Linked DNA regions of Aedes albopictus: region 1 is linked to region 2. Evidence: chromatin contacts called from public Hi-C data. All regions are on one chromosome and are shown on one strand. Each heading gives the region's core, a stretch centred on a gene start, on an enhancer-like site or on the middle of the called end of the contact. The rest is flanking DNA. Distances are from core to core; before and after follow the strand shown.

The links. A called contact is a pair of places that touch in the nucleus more often than the background predicts.
Region 1: a Hi-C map of whole body shows a contact between it and region 2, with 4 times the contacts expected there. The contact joins the promoter of LOC109404753 here to the promoter of LOC109621711 in region 2. A contact is called at or near these places in 2 of 3 Hi-C or Micro-C datasets (embryo and whole body).

The regions. Positions count from the first base shown.
Region 1 is chr2:509,225,909-509,230,256 of AalbF5, reverse strand. It overlaps LOC109404753 (protein ECT2), which reads right to left and starts at 1,275. Exons shown (of 13, transcript XM_029870295.2): 1 at 347-1,275. The coding sequence starts at 638. It overlaps LOC109621845 (transmembrane protein 43 homolog), which reads right to left. Exons shown (of 4, transcript XM_020076024.3): 2 at 4,168-4,348; 3 at 3,738-4,110; 4 at 3,070-3,676. The coding sequence ends at 3,239.
Region 2 is chr2:508,826,260-508,830,624 of AalbF5, reverse strand. LOC109621711 (DNA replication licensing factor Mcm7) reads left to right here and starts at 2,402. Exons shown (of 3, transcript XM_020075848.3): 1 at 2,402-2,636; 2 at 2,703-4,365. The coding sequence starts at 2,609.

The DNA.
Region 1 (4,348 bases), core at 26-2,525, 400 kb before region 2:
AATCTTAAGATCATGCCAACTTATTGAATGACAAAATATTAGTCATTCCTTGACCTGGTATAAGGTACTCACTAACAGGTTATCGTTAAGAATAAATAAACAAATTACAAAATTACAAATTAGTTCAACGGCTAACATCGAGAAATGGCGTTTTTCATCAAGTTACGGAAAAGAGTTGCTGAGTCGGTCAAAATAGTCGACTGTTTTTTAAGAATGAATCGGTAGCGATTCACTCTCAAAATTGAATCATTTTCCCATCTCTAGTATCAACGTCGAAAAATCCGGAAGGAAAATATTTAGTATAATCCATGTTTTGTAAACTATGGCATATCTGTATTCAACTCACCTTCACTTTTGCTTTTGTCACAGGTGGAGTGGTCCATCTTCGCTGCTGGCAAATCTCGGTTCTCTATAGAATGCAACGGCTGCTGTTCCGCTCTTACCACGGTTTTTGTATTAGTTTTTACAGTCGCTTCGTTTTCCGTTTTCTGCGAGATTGACCAACTCTTGTGTTCCGCTCGACTGCCCGTTGGTCCGTTGCTGCAACTATCCAACTGTTTTTGATTCCCCTGAATTCGGTGATTGATGTGGTGGCTTTCGGCGGGCAGCTTCTTGTCAAGGTTCACTAACTCTTTCATAATATAATTCACTAGTTTCTTCAATCGGTCACAAAATAATTTTGATCAAACTTTGCTCAACACAGAAGATTCAAACTCTTGACCGATTTTCCCGGCTCCCGGTTTGTAACACTAACACATTTACCAGACCTGCTGTAAACATTTACAAACCTGGCATAAAATCGAGGTTAGGGCCCTTTTTCTCACTTTTTCATTTTTCGAGCTTCTCTTCGTCCTTCTTAGCGCTCACACCTAATTCCGACCATTGCAAGACAAACCGGACTCAATAATCTTCCTTCTACTCAACACTGATCATCGAGCGCTTCCAGTCACCCAACCCCAGGTATAACGAACTTTTTTTTTTGTACAACAGCGCAACGCAAAAATTCTTCACAGTGGAACACTTTTCAATGGCAACTTTTGACCACAAAAACTGCACCTCCCTGAACCGTTTTTGCACTATTTACTGCGTCTACACCCGCACGAATCAATCGTCCACAATCTGCAAACCGCACTCGACGCAATGTGCACAAAATTAGCCATTATTTCAGCGAGCCAAAGCCAATCCGAAAAACACTTTTCATCTGCGCGACCGCGACGACTTTCCGGACGAACGTTACAAATCGAATGAGCGAGCGAGCGAACGAACCACCACCACTCACTTGAGTCTTGGCGCAACGCAAAGGCAACACGAGAAAATTTGAAAATCGGCTGTCAAAAACTAGCGCTTTTCTGCGGTGGTGTGCGTGAAACGCAGCGATGTAAACAAGCGCGCAAGGCGGGCGCATTTTGCGTGACAGTTTCGCAGTTTTGGTTTCGAAGAGTGCGTTCAATGCCGTGTTGCTGGCAGGCACGCTAACCTTGCACAAGTCTGAGAGGCGATTGCGACAAACACCAGGATTATTTATTTTAAATCCGCGAAAACGTTTAAAATAGTTATTTATGTGACGAGTTGCAAAAAGTTGATTTTTTCAGCACGAGTTGTACATTTATCCAACGAGGCTTGCCGAATTGGATAAATACGAAGAGTGCTGAAAAAGTCGAGTTTTGCAACGAGTTCCATACACAATTTTATGCAATGATTTTTTTTATAATGCAACTCATTTGAGTTTCATAATGTTCATGATGCAACTCAAATGAGTAACATTATGAACATTATGAAACTATTTTTCATTATGCAACTCCAGTTGCATTATGAACCGGTACAGAAAAGTTGGCCAATGAGTAGTACAAAATGAGTAGTACAAAATATAAATTATGACACTGAATTGCATAAAATATTAGCCTAAATAAAAGGGTATGCAAAAACGGTTTCGAGCCCAATAACTTAAAATTGAGTAAAACATTCTAGGTAGTTTGCCTTTACCTCCAGCAAATAAAAATATATTCTCAAGAGTAGGAAATATATTTTTTTTAACCTAAATTTGACTGTCAATTAGAGTCAACCCACCTGCCAAATTTACGAAATTTTGATTCCTGAAAGGGCTTGTTCACTAATGTCATAACGCTGGAGGGGGTGGGTGGGTGTCCTTCATGGTGTTACAGCCCGAATAAATAAAATTTTTCACCATATAAATAGTGTTACGAAGGGGTGGGTGGGTGTCAGGAAAGGCCAATTTTGGCGTTATGAAATTTGTGAATGAACCCAAATGAGCGATAAGCTCGTACAATGGCCTATAACGAGAATGAGTCGGATGATCCGGTACAATTTTGAGTGAAATATTATACGGGGTGAGTGATTGATTTTAAACGTGTTCAAATTCCGAAGCTTGTCGAGAGCCATCTGTTTGTGAAAAGAAAAACCAGCAAATGAGCTTTTTGACTGCATTGAACTAACTTATCCGCTGTTGAATAATTTTAGGGCGAAAAGGGCTAAATTGCATCACGTGTCAAATGGTTTGGTGAAATAATTTTTGATGTAGCTGATCATGCTCTACTGGTCGATTTCTTGGAGCAAAGCTTTTTCGGTTAAATTGATTGATTTAGTACAGAAACTGCGCTATTTATTTTTTTTTATAAGTTGTAGAAATGTGTCTGATACCATGTAATTAATGGCATTTAAGTATAGCCTTGGATATGCCAAAAACTTTGTCAAAGGCCCAAGGCATGGCACACTAATTATTGTGTAACGTTAAACCGAGCCGTTTAATAATAATTTTCATCGTTTCGGTAAAATTTTCTTCTAATATTTTCAAAAATGCATTATTTTGGAAAGCATTCAATAAGCAAAGTAAAAGTGATTATGAGTCAACATTGTTTATCAAAGTAATAAATTAAAAAAAAACATGCTTTATTTCAGTAATATGTAAGACTAGAATAATTCTAGTCTTACATATTACTGAAATAAAGCATGTTTTTTTTTAATTTATTACTTTGATAAACAATGTTGACTCATAATCACTTTTACTTTGCTTATTGAATGCTTATTATTGAATTATGAATTATTAACAAATTAGAATACCAAAAGAAACTTTTTAAAATAAACTGACTTCCCCGAGTATAAAGATGTCCTGCTCTTTCAAAATCGCCAAGAAACGAAACTTTCCATCTTCCTTTCTGTTAGAGCATGCTGCCTACGCACACTAAGGCATACATCATCCGCCTGTTTCAGTCGCTTCAGTTCAGTCCATGCGTTGATAGTTGTTGTTGAATAATCCACGAGCACAGTACAAAAAAGGAGACACCGCCGCAAAGAATATTCCGCTTCCCAGCATGGGTCGATGAACAATCCAGGCCACCGAGGTTATTGCCAGAGCCAGCGAGAACGACATCGTCAAATTGGTGGACACAGGAAAACTTGGATCCGGCACGAACTGCCGAAGAACGCGACTTTGTGCTGCCACATATTGCAAGATCGATGCCGAACAGGTGGCCGACAGAAACAGCATAATCCAGCCGATTAGCCGCCAGCCCCAGGTGGTCAAACGCTTGGAGTGTTGTTCCAGTTTAAATGTTTCCTGCAGAGAAAGCTCCCCTGGGTAGATCAGAAGCACCTTTCTGGCGTGGGATGATTCGTATGGAACGATTTTACCGTTTTCCAGTTTGCCAACGACCGTGTACTGAAATTGCAAGAATGATGGTACTTAGTGAGAAGCCTAGTTGAAGACTGAGATTGTTTACCGTCGAGCCTTCCAGGCCAGCGTAAGCAAACTGAATCCTGATGTCACCGATTTCCGGATTCCAAATATCATTACAATGATAATACAGGCCAGCATGCAGCTTCACGGACGGATCTTCCGGTCTGGTGTCCGAAGTTACTTCGATGAATTTTTTGAATCGCTCCTTCATAGCATCCCCGAGTTCATACTGACCGATGTGAACTCGCTCTGAAACGTAAACTTTGGTCTCCATGGGGAAAGACGTGGGATTGTGATGGCCGGTACGGATGTAGAAACTTCGTGAATCAACCAGCTCGTCACGCCAATCCATGGTATAGTAGTAGGTACGTTCCTCTGTTTGAACAGTAGCAACTGCTTCGCCATAGCGATTTTCTCTAAAACATTAATTTTGAAATTAACTTTATCAAAATACTAGAAAAAATCAAACTTACACATATTCTTCAACCCATTGGTACATTTGCACCCGCCGTTTCAGTTTAACGGCCTGCACTTGAATGTTATAATCCGGTTCGGTCAGTGGTTCACCGGTAACAATGGGACCAGTTAAATGTACTAATCTTCCTTCGTAAGTCTTGTCGTAAGGCCGTTCTCCGCTGACCGTGATGGCATCAT
Region 2 (4,365 bases), core at 1,153-3,652:
AAGAAATAAATAATACAACAACACAGTTACCCAAACTGGATTTCAAGGCGTCCATTTTTCAGGATTTTTAGACCCCCCCTCCCCCCTCTGTCACGCTTTTTCGTATACCTAATACATGGAGTGTCACACTTTCTCAGACCCCCCCCTCCCCCCTAAAAGATGGACGTCATATTTGAATGACCCCATACCTCGATGTAGTCTGCAATAAAATCTGAATGAAAACGAAATATTGTCGCGCTTATCTTAAGCCTTCAGTACACGCTTTGCCAAGTGTGCAAATATTTGGCAAAATTTGACAAATTTATTTGTTACACGCATGACAAAATAAATTTGCAATAACCGGCGCATGACCAAATAAATTTGCAATAACATTGTTGTGCAAATATTTGCCAAAATTTGTCTCAGCGAATATTTGCTAATATTACAAATTGAACACTTTTCAAGTAAGGCAATATAGCAAATATTTGGTCATGTTTGCAACTCCGATCAGTACTCGAGTGGCAAACATGTGCAAATGTGAGTTTGCCAATTGTTTGTCATACGTGTACTGACCATTGACAAATAATAGCCAAACGGCAAACGTCTGCTAACGTCTGATACGTCAAATAGCCAAATATTTGCGCATATTGACAAAGCGTGTACTGAATGCTTTAGATTCTCATCAAGCTGATTTGTACACGGTGTGCACCTTGGCTAAAACTGTTTTTGCAGCCGCCGGATGGAGCTGTCAGCCGCCATGTGCAAATCAAACGGGTGCAATCTTATGGCGGCTGACTCAGATCAGCAGGATCTGAGTGATTAAGCTAGGATGCACAATAAGATTTTTTTGATTTCTGAGTAAGTTCAATTCATCCACTGAGTAGAAAATTTTTCTCTGTGCATGCTTTGTTTTGAATCCATCCATCTTTCTTCCACTGGGTACCGCTACCAATCACGCTCGTTGAAAACTACTCTCAAGTGAGTAAATTATACTCACTTTCAAACTTTTGCTAAATCTGTCAAAGGTGAGTAACATGCATTTGCCAAAGTGAGTTATTAACTACTCTGTCACATCGGATCTTTGCTTTACTCACTTTTGAGTAAGGCGTTTTTTCTACGAAAAACTCACTAGCCGTTGTGATGCAAAAAAAAACAAGTTGCAGGAAATTCTTGTGTGCCAAGATGTAAGCCGGCGAAAAACCTGAAATCGACGCTGAAATAGATCACGTACAACAGCAGTGGACCCGGAAACTGTTCAACCAACAGGTGAGACTTGAAAAAAAGTTAATTAATGACGCCAATTGATGACATGTAAAATTGTTGTCGCAGGTTATGTGGCTGAGCGGCGGAGCTGAATCGCCACTTCTGGGAGGTTCACTTCCTTAACGCCAGTTAATCAGCTAACAATTCGTATGTTCAGAATATAGGAGCATATATAGACGGTTCAATACAAGGACCAAAGAGGAAGATTGATGGAGCAGGTTTCCAAAGAACGAACGGCAACGGCAACACAACACCGCTTATTCGTAATGGTAAAAGTAAGTTGTATTTAGTATTTAATGAGTTGTAATGATCATCTATTTTCTAGTTTCAGTCCACGACTAACAACGGCGAAGATTCGGCTGATAAAGTGCGGTAGATCCGCACAGCTTGCATAAATCAGCCACTTCAAATAAGGCAACTGTTCGTAGTAATGAACAGCCAATCCCGAGGCCAATCCAAAGAGCATCATCAAAGTTGAGATCAAAGTCCAAAGGAAGTGATTTAATAACTTTATTATATACTAGCTGTACCCGGCAAACTTTGTCTTGCCTACTGCGTTTTTTTTGACGTTTTAAGTTTCTAGCCAAGACCAAATCCCCGCTCCCCGGTATGGAAGATCGATTTTCACAAACTATCATTTTTCCATGTTTTATGCCTCATAAGCCTTCCTTGGGTGAAAACTAACAGAACAAAACTAAGGCGAACAAAATCGGACCTTCCGTTCGCAAGTTATGCGCGGTCCCACGTATGCCACTGCATTTTTATATATATATATATAGATAGATAGATATAGATAATGTTGTATTATATTTAATTAATACTAATAGAATAAAAAGTAGGCAAGATTTTTGCTCAACTTAATTTTTTGTGTTTTTAAATATTTGAAAATGAAAAACAATTCCAAAAACCATCCCGAGGAATTTTTAAATATCTACTCACTTTCGCTAGTTTTGCAAAAAAATAAAAGTGAGTAAATAGTACTCTCTTTCAACAAAATCAATGATTACTCTAAAGAGAGTGAATCCGCTTTACTCTCTTTTGAGCTGATGCACTTTGTAATGAAGTGAGTGGAATTCTACTCACTTTAGAGTAGTTTTCAATGAGCGTGTTAACCACCTTTGGATCTGTCATCACTCTTTTTCTTTTGTCCCCCTCATTCGGAGGTGCTGTTTTGGCGGTTTTGGCGCCAACTACCCGCCATCGCATTCAAGCATCTGCTTTTGGTGCCTACGCTGCTGAGATTGTTTCGATTGTGAATTAAGTTTTGCCAGTTTTTTGTTGAATTTTCGTTGGATTTTAGTTGAAATTGCAATTGTTTGGAAGTGCGTGGATTACGTTCCATCGGGATTATTAAGTTTTCATCAAAATGCAACGAGATTACAGTGCAGATAAAGGTGAGTATATTTTGACTTCGTCGGATCGTAACCAAAATCATCAGCGGATCTTTCGCTAATTTCCAGAAACGATCAACTCCTTCCTGACGGAATTCTACAAGGAGGACGAAGATGGCAAAAAGATCTTCGTTTACGCACGCCAATTGACCAACATCGCCCACCGCGAGCAAGTTGCGTTGACGATAGATTTGGATGATGTGACCAGCTATAATGATCTGTTGGCGGAGGCCATCCAAGCCAACTGTCGCCGCTATGTGAAGATGTTCTCGGATGCGGTGTTTGAGTTGCTACCGTCGTATAAGGAACGGGAAGTGATCAACAAGGATCCACTGGATATCTACATCGAGCATCGTCTGTTGATGCAGAGCCGGATGAGGAACCCGAATGAGCACCATGATGCCCGCAATACCATTCCGGCGGAGCTGATCAAGCGGTTCGAGGTGTATTTCAAGGCACCCAGCTCATCGAAGGCCATTTCCATCCGTGAGGCGAAAGCGGAAAGCATCGGTAAGCTGGTTACGGTTCGTGGTATCGTAACCCGTTGTACCGAGGTAAAACCGATGATGACGGTGGCCACGTACACTTGTGACCGTTGTGGCGCTGAGACATATCAGCCGGTGTCAGCGATGAGTTTCATGCCGGCGGTCGATTGCTCGTCGGAGGACTGCCGTGTCAACAAAGCAGGTGGAAGATTGTATCTTCAAACCCGTGGATCCAAGTTTATGAAGTTCCAGGAGCTGAAGATTCAAGAGCACAGCGACCAAGTTCCGGTCGGCCACATCCCACGCTCTTTGACGGTGATGTGCCGCGGGGAAATTACACGTTTGGCCCAGCCGGGAGATCATGTTGTGATCAGTGGAATTTTCTTACCTCAGCAAAGATCTGGATTCCGAGCGATGGTTTCCGGATTGTTGAGTGAGACTTTCCTAGATGCGCATCGTCTTGTTTGTTTGAACAAATCGGACGATGGGGAGGTTAGCAATGAAATCAGCGAAGAGGAAATGGCAGAGCTAGCGAAGGATGATTTCTACACAAGAATGGCCAGCAGTTTGGCGCCGGAAATCTACGGTCACCTGGATGTAAAGAAAGCACTGCTTTTGTTGCTTGTTGGTGGCGTTGATCGTAGCCCTGACGGAATGAAGATCCGTGGCAATATTAATATCTGTTTGATGGGAGATCCTGGAGTGGCCAAGTCTCAGCTATTGGGCTACATCGCTCGTCTTGCTGTTCGGAGCCAATATACTACGGGACGCGGTTCTTCCGGGGTTGGTCTGACTGCTGCTGTAATGAAGGATCCACTGACCGGTGAAATGATCCTCGAGGGAGGAGCGCTGGTGCTGGCCGATCAGGGAATTTGCTGCATTGACGAGTTCGATAAAATGGCCGAAAACGATCGAGTGGCCATTCACGAAGTTATGGAACAGCAAACCATTTCGATTGCCAAGGCCGGCATAATGACCTGCTTGAACGCTCGTGTGTCTATCCTAGCAGCGGCTAATCCTGCCTACGGACGATACAATCCAACTCGTTCGATCGAACAGAACATTCAACTTCCTGCTGCTCTTCTTTCCCGTTTCGATCTCCTGTGGTTGATCCAGGATAAGCCCGACCGTGACAACGATCTCCGTCTGGCCAAGCATATTACCTTCGTGCACAGCCATGGAAAGCAACCACCGTCTCGTATTAAAACGCTGGACATGTCTTTGATTCGTCGTTACATTGCTCTGTG